Linked DNA regions of Cyprinus carpio: region 2 is linked to region 1. A link is a contact called in public Hi-C data. All regions are on one chromosome and are shown on one strand. Each heading gives the region's core, a stretch centred on a gene start, on an enhancer-like site or on the middle of the called end of the contact. The rest is flanking DNA. Distances are from core to core; before and after follow the strand shown. Region 1 holds the start of LOC109093468 (CCAAT/enhancer-binding protein gamma-like). Region 2 has its middle 37 kb from the start of LOC109092859.

Region 1 (5,581 bases), core at 1,002-3,501:
CTGCATGAGATATAATACGAGTGGAAAAGGAAACTGAATTTGAGTGTACAAACTGAAGTTAAACACTGCGGACAGTACACATTTCAGGAATGGGAGGGGAAAAAAGCATAATACAATTAAGTAAAATGATTTGCCTAGACAGCCTCCACACAGCCCACAGCAGAGCACACTGCAAACCAACATCAGGCCCTCACTGGCTGCTGTTACTGCCACTGTTGTTGTTGTTGTTGTTGCAGAGGTCTCCGGGGCCTCCACCAGAAGCAGGGGGCTGCACGTTGTCTGCGAGGTTGTGAGCATGCTCTAGAAACAGGTCTTTGAGCACACTCAGTTCTTTGCTAAGCAATTTGATTTTGGCCTCCAGTCTCTCATTCTCCTCCTTCAGCTCATTGACACGCTGCTGAGTGTCCTGTGCCTTCTGCTTGCTGCGCATGCGACTCTTCTTTACGGCTAGGTTGTTGCGTTCTCTCCGTTGGCGGTACTCATCGCTGTTTTTATCCATAGAGGACTTCTTCATCTTGCTGGGTGGCGTGGCCTTACCCCCACCTCCGGGACTCACTGGGACTAATTGAGGAACCTGTCAGAATTAAAATAATGTCATGCATAGTAAAGACAAGCAACCACATACCTAATACACAACTAATCTGCAGTTTTGACAACTAGGTTGCAAATCTTCTACAAATCTTATTCCTCAAGATGGTGAGAAACTGGATGATTGAATGCACTTTACGAATACATACCATGGTTTAAGCACTGCAAAATGACAATGCAATGCTTTTACGGAGTCATGAATATTAATATTCGGAAATGCATGGTTAAGTAGGTTAGTTTGTTGATGTGTGTACCTGCTGTAGTCCTGCAGATCCTACCGGGTTCAGTGCACTATTATGTGGTTGATTCTGTATAACACTAACGCCGTTCTGATCTGTGCTGGATATCTTCTGCTGCAACTGCTTGCTCATTTGGATCCACTTCCACTGTCTTTCTCTCTCCCTCTCCGACCTGTGTTGTCGGACTTCGCAGAGCTGGAGTTGGTGTTAGCTGGTCTTGTGAGAAGCTGAATGCCACAAAATGCAGCGTGTGCCTACAAACCAGACAAAATGGAGAGAAAGAAGTTAGACAAAGTACTCTGCACACATCAGCATGATACTCCATCACACTTTGCTTAATTCGATGCCACACAATTCCCACCTGAGCAGACGCACCGCGCAGAAACGCATTATTTCAGCAAAATGCTGCAACACCTAAAAGTCGGGTCAACCGCCTGTGCTCATCCGTTAGCGTTAAGTTGTTGTAATCCGACCTTGCTGCCATGTCAATGTGCATATGTGGCAAATTCTCTTTCTCTCCTAAGAGCGCGAGCTCAAGTGTTGCCCGCGGTTGCATCATCGCTCGCGCTCCCACCCGCTCCTTTGTAACGTTACACGAGAGAAGGGAAACTCCGTAGTCATGCAGAACTATGTCGAGCTAAAGTTAACATTTTAAACAAACGCCAGAATAGTGAAGCAATTTAAAGTTTATTAGTGACGTAGTTTTAAAGCTGGGCAGTGTTTTGTATGTTGTTTGACTCATATCTGGCTGATTACATCATACACGGAACTGTGGGAATGAAGGGGAATACCGCTGACTTACTTTCAACAACAGTGTGCCTACATTCAAAATCGCAGCAGATCCGGTAAAACAGTATTGTAACCTATCGCGTATCCATGTAAAACCCTCACGATGCTGACAGAAGTGTTTCTTTAGGTGTAGGCGAGTCTGTAGCCAGTGAGATCTACTGCAGGTTAGCAGGTTGGCTAACTAGCTGCCACATTCCTAACCATGACGTCAGGCGTCTAACAATGAAACGAGAGCGCACACATGCTGCTTTCTACATAAAAGTTACGCGAATCAAAGGATAATGCGCCACAGTCGATCGCGATCATGTTTAATTGTGGGTAATGAAGCTCTCGCTGGCTTCAGATCCGTGAGTTGAAGGTGTTTTGCAATCGAGTGAGCGGCACGGATCCTCTCAGTTAGCGAGCCATCGTTTAACTGATAAAAAAAATCAATTCGACAGTCTGTATAGCTATCTTACGATATACCCAGACCACTTACCTTGAAAACGATCGAGGCTTATAAGTTATCCAATTGAGTTAATAAAGAATAATGTCCTCTTTGTTCAAGGAAACATAAGCACAGGTTGAGGTGTTATTGTTTAGTAAAGCGGCGCTTGGGAGTATTGCGAAATCTTGTGACCATGTAGGGAAATCTGCTCTCGCAACCAATCAAATCAGAGGGTTGGGAGAGATGACGAAATACACTGTTTGATTGACATGTCACTAAACCAATCAGGCAGCATTTGTCGGTTAGGGGCGTTTCATGCAATGAAACATAAGATCAGTCAAGAATACTAAACAAGGTAACATTATACCTCTCATTTTAGGCCTTGACTTTTCTAATTTTGTTAAAAATATCTATATTCTAACTTCTGTATAAGTAAACCCCCCTGAAAATTGTTCTTTGGTTACTCTTTGAATAGACCCTTCTCACTTAAAATGTATTATTTATTTGTTGCTAGGCATATTTCTCACCAAATTTTACATTCATAAATGTACATTTTCAAAGAAAACTCCCAAAGATAGATTTTAAACTCTTTAAAGGGGTCATATGATGCAATTTCAAGTTTTCCTTTCTCTTTGGAGTGTTACAAGCTCTTGGTGCATAAAGAAGACCTGTTAAGTTGCAAAGACTAAAGTCTCAAACCCAAAGAGATATTCTTTATAAAAGTTAAGACTTGTCCACGCCCTCCTAAAGCGCCTCATTTAAACACGCCCCACATGTCTCACCATGTGGGAATATTTGCATGACGCCACCCAAATGTTCACGCAAAGAAAGAAGGTGTAACTTTTGATTCTCTCTGTTGCCGCCGGTGCCATGTTGTGGAGACTAGTGATGGGTCGTTCTCGAACGATTTGTTAATTTTCAACGAATCTTTAATGTGACTCGGGACGAAGCAGTTGCCTCGGGGAGTGATTCGTTCAGTCGCGCATGTGCAACTTCCAATGGGTTCTGTAGCCTACTGAAATTAGTTCACCTGTTTCGCGTCTTCGGGTTTTTCGAGTCGTTCCTTCATCACGTGACAGCCCCATACTTAACCAATGCAGTCTGAACCAGAAAGAGAATCAATTATTTGATCTCTTGAGTCTTTGGGACCAAGTTCAAGCTCCAACCGGTGTGCATCTATTGCTACGGTTTCCGGTTTGAACGACATGTTTCCTGGAAACGGTGTGCAACGGGGTCTGGGTTGTGTTTTCTCTTGTTTGGTGGGTATGTCAAACATGTCAGCCCAATCAGCAGCGACATGTGTATTAACCACGCGGTATTAAAGAGACAGCTCGCACGTAATTAACATCAAAATAAATTCACAAGATCAAGTATATTGTTTGCACATGTTTATTTACATTAAAAGCAAAATAACTAAAATAATAAGAGCACAAGTGTAGATCTGGAACTTCTTTAAGTCTGTCTAAGTATCATTTAGTAATTGCAAAGTTTTCTGGTCCATATCCTTTCCTTAGGAATGTATGCTAAATACTGATAAATGTAACATAAAAATACTATACATATGTATATATTTTGCTATTGTATTATGGAGTGATACTTTCATAAACTTTTCTATACCCCTCTGATTATATAATGTTAAATATTACAATATCATAGCACAACAACAGTGATCAGCAATAATTATACGCCTAATACTCACAATAAAAATAATAAGGTCATATAGATCGTAACACAGTCTCGGAGATAAGAAGTGGATTATCCTTCACCTGAAATGCAAGGCAAATCTTGGATCACAATAATTAGCCATAAGCTAAACCTGTGCTGTCTGAGCCGGAAAGAGACTTAATAATAATAACTAACTCTTTATTACCTTTGTTACCACATTCAGTGTTATGGAAAAGAATTATCATGACAGAAATTCACACATTTATAAACTGTAAGAAATAAAAAGCTACAATTTGAGACCAGAAACGCATCAAGTAACTGTAAGAGTAAATAATAATTAAAATAATGATGTTATTATACATCATGTTATGATCACCCGTTTGTAAGGAAATTAATTTCTCTATCCAACGCTGTCACATCACGTGACAAAAGAAGGACTCGAAAGATTAACTAATCAATTCTCTTTCCGGCTCAGACAGCATAGGTTTAGCGTATGGGGCTGTCACTTGATGAACGATGACTCAAACCCAAAGACTTGTCAGATAAGAGGTGAGGTAAACTAATCATAGGCTAAAAACCCAGGTAAATATTGAATGAATCTTTTCTGTTTCTTATAGCATTATAGTTTTGTATTGTTTGTATTGTGATCAAAGTTTGCGTAAGTAGTAGATGTGTTAGGGAAGTAACACGTAACATTTTAATTACATTTTGCTTAAATGAACGAAATGACTTGAAAACAGATTTTTTTCATTTTGCTGAACGAGACTCAAAGGTCTGAGTCAGTAAAATAATCTGAACTTCCCATCACTAGTGGAGACGCTGTTTTATTGTGAAAGCGAAAAAACTTTGTTTGGCATTCCAAAAGAGGTCACGACTAGAAATCAGTGGTTAAACTGAATTTACAACACTGTTTCAGAACCCAAATATTCAGATGTGTGCAGCACATTTTATGGAGGACTGTTTCCTGATCCTGGGAGAGTAGACTACAATGCCTGCGCTTCTGACTCACAGTCTGTAAGTACGTTTACATATGTACAGGATTTGCCACTGATGATTCAAATGCGAGTTTTGAGCAGTGTAGCAGCGGTTTTCAATTCCAGTCTCACACATTTTGTATGTTTCTCTTATAGCTTCAGACGTTTGTACTATTCGAACGTAAGTACCCTGCGAAGTGGACATCACAGGATATTCCGCCATGATTCCAGTTCAAAGCAAATGTACATTTTCTATTCAAAGTGCATTGAAGTGTGCGAGATGTGAATTTAAGCAAGAGTTCATGCTCGGAGCTCACTTCTAACGAGCTGATTATCTGAATCTGGTGCATGTGTTAACAAAGAGAGACATGCAAAATATGCAGAGCTGGGGGGCGCGAGGACTGGAATTGAGAACCGCTGGTGTAGAGTAGTGCTTGTTGTTTGTCCTTTCTCCGATCACAAATGCAGACATGGTTTTATGTTTACGTGGCGCGATGCAATGCAATGCGTAAAAACACAGTATAAGACATTATAATCCGTAATTATATCCCCACTGGATGCAACAAATGGCTCATCTGTAATGCGTTTTATTGTTATTTTATTGTTATTGTCTTGTCACGCTGGTGTTCTGACAGGGACACGGCATCACAGTATGACAAGGGGCGTAACATTTCCATCACACACTTGAGGCATTCAGCCAGTCACAACGCATTGGATAGCTGGCAAATCAGAGCACACCTCGCTTTTCAGACTGATGAGCTTTGTAAAAATCGACACGAGACATAGAGGAGAAACAATAATGTACAATATTTGGAAAATAATGTTTTTTGAAACAAAAACCCAACAAAAAAATACAAATACACAAAATAAACAAAATAACATAATTACTTAAAATGATC
Region 2 (5,581 bases), core at 1,149-3,648, 40 kb before region 1:
CAAAATGTATCAATGCCTGAGAGATAGCCTATTTAGCAATTTAAATATTTTGACCTGTCTGATCCAAGTCCTGCAGTGTGAAATGACAGTGATGACAGTCAGAACTTTGAAAGTCATGTAGTGTATGGGCATCAAAAGCTGCCTAAGATGTCAAAGACAAGAGAAAATCGATCAAACTAAAATGTTAACATGTCCTGTATCAGTGAGACTGAATTGGCCAACTGTCCTCAGACAAAAGTTTCAAACAGTTTATGATAAACTGTTTGCTGACCAAGCCATGGGTGTGGATTTTGGTCTTCATTCACATTATTAGATCAAGTTCAAAACCCTGACAACTGTATGAGTTCCACCTGGACACAATATGCAATTTTCCTGTTTTTGGATCCCAACTTGGCCTCTCTGCCTCACAATACCAGTATCCCGAGCCCACTATCAGAACTATCAAGGGACTGGTCCATTGCACAATAACAGCACCCAGCCACAAAAAGTACCAACGGAAAACCGTATTAAAAAATGGTGTGTCATATCAGGAGAGTGTGGTCTAGAGTAATGACTGTCGGGGGTATTATTTGCGTGTTATGCAACATCAGTTCTATTGCGTTATAAAAAATGGGCACACAAACACGAACACTGTATTTTTTCTTTTTTTTTTGCTTGATAGTTCAGCAGCTGAGCCAGAGCAAAAATGACCTGAAGGTCTGTCCCTAAAAGCCTCTGAGGTATGGGGGCGGAGCTTGGCGAGATAGGACAGTGGGTGGCATCATGACACAAGCTTTCTAAGAAATGCTGGCATGATGGCCAAACTGAGTCCCATTAGAGATAAAGGTCTGATGAGTAATAGTCAGTTCTGTAATAGTGCAAGAAATGACCATCACACATGGTTAACAGCTATGTAGGGCAAGAGTTGATGTTATTTAGTGTGTTCAGCAGGTCTATCAGTAGAACTAGTTTTGAAATATAAAATAAAACCTACTGGGATACCAACAAATATACTAAATGTTGAATTTGGATTATTCAAAGATAAGTTTGGCAAAGTTTTAAACCTAGTGAACACTCCACAGAATACATTAGCACTCTGCTTCCAGCACAGAAATTCATTCATCCTTTGAGGAACATAAATGTGTTGTGCAGGGAAATTAAGGAGCCATGAGTGTATGAGTGTGTGTATGTGTGCTTGAATCACCATAAAACTGTCACTTTGCTAAGATCTCTGCTTGAGTCACACAGGCTCCACATTAAACTTGAAATGCTCAACACAAGTCAGAAATTGTTATGGCAGTCGTTTAAATAACCTCATTCATACAGGTGTGCATACAAGGAAATTATAGATGAAAGATGACCTTGAGAAAGCCATTACCATCATTTTATGCACACTTCATGATCATTTATTGTACCTGTTATCTTCTGAATGAACAGTGTGGGCACATACTGGTGAGGTTTTTCCACAACTATTCAAGTGCAGGGCAGTCCATCAAGACTCTGAGCCATATTATTATTGCATCTTTAAACTGTAGTAATTGAATTGAATAAAATGAAAATTCAGCTTTGTCATTGCAGGAAAAAGTTCAATTTTAAAAAAGATTAAAATAGAAAACAGTCATTTTACAGTAGTACTAGTTTACTGCATTTACTGTATCTCTGGAGAGAAAGAATAATACACTTAAAAAAAAACATTAAAAATTTTACCAACCCCAAACTTTTAAACAGTAGTGATTATTATATAAAAATATATTTATATAATATAAATATGCATTTGTTTTTAACACAGTATGATGAGAGACTTTTAATATATTATAAATAAATATTAGTCCAGGTAAAAGACTAATATGTATATTCCATTTCAAACAGAATATACAAGTGTCTTAACTTCATGGACATGACCTGCCAGTTGCTGCTTCTCTGTTAATTTATTTTTTGTTGTTTAAAATGTTAATGCAGAAATGTTAATGCAGAAAATGTTGACTAGATGCTGCTAGGCTCCCCAGACCAGCTAAAACGAAACTCAGAAACCTTGTCACGTGGCCCTTAAAGCAATATAGTGTAAAACAGTGATATCAGATGGCAGATTAGCCATTAAGGGCCCTATCATACACTCGGCGCAAGGCAGGTCTCAATCACCATAATGTAGATAATGCAATACAAATAGAGTGTGAATGAAACTGGGCCTCTTTAACTTATCGAATTACTTTAATAAGCGGTCATTAGAGTTTATTTCCTCCTGACAGCACACAGACTTTACTCAAAATCAGACAACTCAGATGACACACATTTACACTAACAAATGGAAAACTTCTGAGGTGTGTTCATGGTAACGTCACACAAGGCTGAAGGTAAGGATGTCTGGCTATATCTGACTTTGTTTGCTTTGAGATTTACTTCATTTTTTTGAGTTATAACAAGAGGTCAAACAGAATGGTCAGACTCAATTCCTTCCATCAAATCATTATAAATGTGTAAATGTGCAACTGTTCTTTTTTTAAATTGGAATGTAGTGCTGAGAACTAATAAATCAATGCTGTTTGCCTGTTCCATATAAAGATCCCAAAATTTGGATCCTGACTCAAATGGGATAATTTTACTTTCTCAACTGATGGTTATATCTATAATACATTTTATTAATAAAGAATCACATGGAACTTCCCAGTTTCATATAAACACAAACATGTAACAAATTCCCCCTTTAATGGTATACACGCACATGCAAAAACTCACAAACTGACACCAAAGTGGAACAAAGGTGATAGCCTTTCACTGTTGCAACAAGGTTGTTCACCAAAAATCTCTTCTGTGGATTAATCAGAACATCAGTTTCTAAATGGTTTATTTTCCTCGTATGTGCTCTTTCAGCAAACACACTGGAAGTCATTAATTTCTGGCATTAATTTTTCTTTTAGATTGTGTCCCAAATCCCTAAAGAAGTTTCAAAATCGATGAATGAGCTGTCAGAAGACAGTGGGTCTGCGGGGGGTGGTAACAGGACAGCGTGAGGCCGAGGATGAAACTCAAACCAGTAGATCATTGTGACAGGTGAAAGACAATGAAAGAAAAGAAGTGAAGAAAGCAGAAATATTTGTTGCTTAGTAAAGTGATTCTGCCTTTTGATGGAATGGTTTTATAATGTTGGATAGTTGCTGAACCTCAGAAACAAGACTGAAGACCCACAAGGAGCAAGTCGTGAAGAAGAAGTCATTAAGTCATTACTGTTCCCTTGAACAAAGCACTCAAGTTGCTCCTGCCTTGAACATAATGTACTGCAAGTGTCTGCTAAATGACTACTTACAATTTAATAGCAACAAAAACAGTATGTGATGAAGTCAAGGAGTTTTCTTTTGGATGTATGTTAAGTCAAGCCATAAGAATCAAATCAAAAACAGCAAAAACAGTATTTAACATAAGAACCACTACTACTAACTACTGAGCATTAATAATAATTGAACACCAAATCAGCAAAATGATTTCTAAAATCTGATGACTGGAGAAGACTGGCTACTGAAAATTCAGGAATAAATGACATTTTAATATATATTCAAATAGAAAACAGTTGTAAACTGTAATAAAATTTCACAATATTACTTGTTTTACTGTATTTTTGGATCAAATAAATGCAGCATTTGTGAGCATAATAGACTCCTTTTAGAGACATTAAAAAAATGTATTCCAAACTTTTGGCTGGCAGTGCATATTTTTTATTGTCAGTATATATACAGAACTACAAATTTTTGGATTTACCATTGTTAAAACAGGAACAATTATGATGTAAAATGTGCTATTTTTAGAACACTTATCAAGTAAGCAAACTTGTGTCACTGACCATGTTAACTGTTTGTACTAAAGGTCAGTTGCATTCACTGAAGGACAAAATGCTCTTTGGATGATCTCAAATCATGCTGGATCACATGATCATCAGGTTTTACACAAATTTCTGGTGCTTGTGTTCAGCTGTCATTTAAGAGAAATACCAAACACTAACAAATTTTGAAACACGTCTACATTTTTCTGTTATTTTCAAAATCATTTATTTAATTAGAAAAGCAGAAGCATTGTTACTAGCAGTTCCAGACTCTTGTCCTCCACGTGACAATAGCATGTGTGTATGTCCGTACATGAAAGTGTGTTCTTTCATATGCGTGCACGAGTGCTAGTGTCTGTCCTGAACTAACCCCAGCAGTCTCTCAGTGTTGGAAACAGATAAGGCAGCTGTGAAGGCCACAGATTGAGTGCCAGATGCTGTAAATCCAGGGTGCACTCACTCTCTACTGTGCACTGCATTGCAAACCTCCCTCAGGGATCTGCGTTGCATCTATCTCATGCCTGATCCACGCTATAGTCACTGTCCTTAAAGAACATACACTATTTTGATAATACCGTTCACAAGTTTCAGGCTGTTTGCTGTTTAATTTTTTTTTTTTGAAAGAAATGAACACTTTCATTCATAAAGCATGCATTAAATGTATCAAAAATGACAGTAAAGACTTAAACTATATGACTTTTACAAAAAATCTTCTATTTCAAATAAATGCAGTTTATTTATTTATTTATTTATTTTTTACTGTTTTCAGCATTTTAATAATTGTTTCATGAGCAGCAAAGACTGGGGTAATGACTACTAAAAATTCAGCTTTGCATCACAGGAATAAATTACATTTTAAAATGTTTTACAATAAAGTCACTTTAAATTGTAGTAATATTTCACAATTTTACTATATTTTTGATTAAATAAATGCAATGACTATCAAAACATGAAAAATCTTCCATATGTACATAATCCCAGACTGGACAATCATCTTAGCAAGAATTAAACATAATAGACAGTGGCTCTATAAAAGCATATGGGAGCATTTGTCATGGGTTGAAGTGATTTGTGGATTGAAACATTACCAATCACATTTTTCTGATGTGGGGAAAAACTGTAGCTGTTGTACTACATCTTAATCTACAGTCATGGCCAAAAGTTTTGGCAGTGACGTAAGTTTTGTGTTTTGCAAAGTTTGCTGCTTAAGCTGTTGTGGTGTTCATTCATATTGTTTCTAGATTATTGGGTAGAGTGATCAGATGCATTTTAAATAATTGCTAAAAGCTTCATTGGCCAAAAAAATGAACTTTTCACAAAAAAAAAACAAATTTTACTGTTTTTTGATCCTGACACAAAATGACCAGCTAACATTAAATGATGTTTTATCAACAAGGTGCGGGAGGAGCACATCCAAACATTGTGTTCTTGTTAGCAATGGTTACCTAGAAACACATCCAGCTATAATCACTTTGCATCAAAATAGCCTCACATGCAAGTAAATATGCTACAAAGAATATTGCACCTGAAAGAACCATTTACCGGATCATCAAGAACTTCAAGGAGAGAGGTTTGTCTGCAGTGAAAAAGCACCAGGACCGTCTCCTCCTGAGGAATCGTGTCACCAACAGTGCAGAGCTTGCTCAGGAAAGGCAGCAGGTTGATGTGAGAGCATCTGCACACACAGTGAGGCCAAGACTTTTGGAAAACGTCCTGGTGTCAAGAAGGGCAGCAACGAAGCCACTTCTCTCCAAAAAAAAAAACATCAAGGACAGACTGAAATTCTGTAGG

What was found. A called contact is a pair of places that touch in the nucleus more often than the background predicts.
Region 2: a contact with region 1 is called in a Hi-C map of liver, with 2.7 times the contacts expected there. The contact joins the enhancer-like site here to the promoter of LOC109093468 in region 1. A contact is called at or near these places in 3 of 8 Hi-C or Micro-C datasets (liver and skeletal muscle).

The regions. Positions count from the first base shown.
Region 1 is chrB7:22,287,593-22,293,173 of ASM1834038v1, reverse strand. LOC109093468 (CCAAT/enhancer-binding protein gamma-like) reads right to left here and starts at 2,251. Exons shown (of 3, transcript XM_042727906.1): 1 at 2,095-2,251; 2 at 843-1,081; 3 at 1-574. The coding sequence starts at 959. The coding sequence ends at 191.
Region 2 is chrB7:22,328,203-22,333,783 of ASM1834038v1, reverse strand. No RefSeq gene overlaps it. Among protein-coding and RNA genes, the nearest start is that of LOC109092859, 37 kb to the left of the region's middle. Within about 2 kb of position 2,398, at least 1 of the 8 cell types and tissues checked has an H3K27ac peak or open chromatin away from gene starts, as enhancers often do. A contact at or near this core is called in liver, where this site is marked.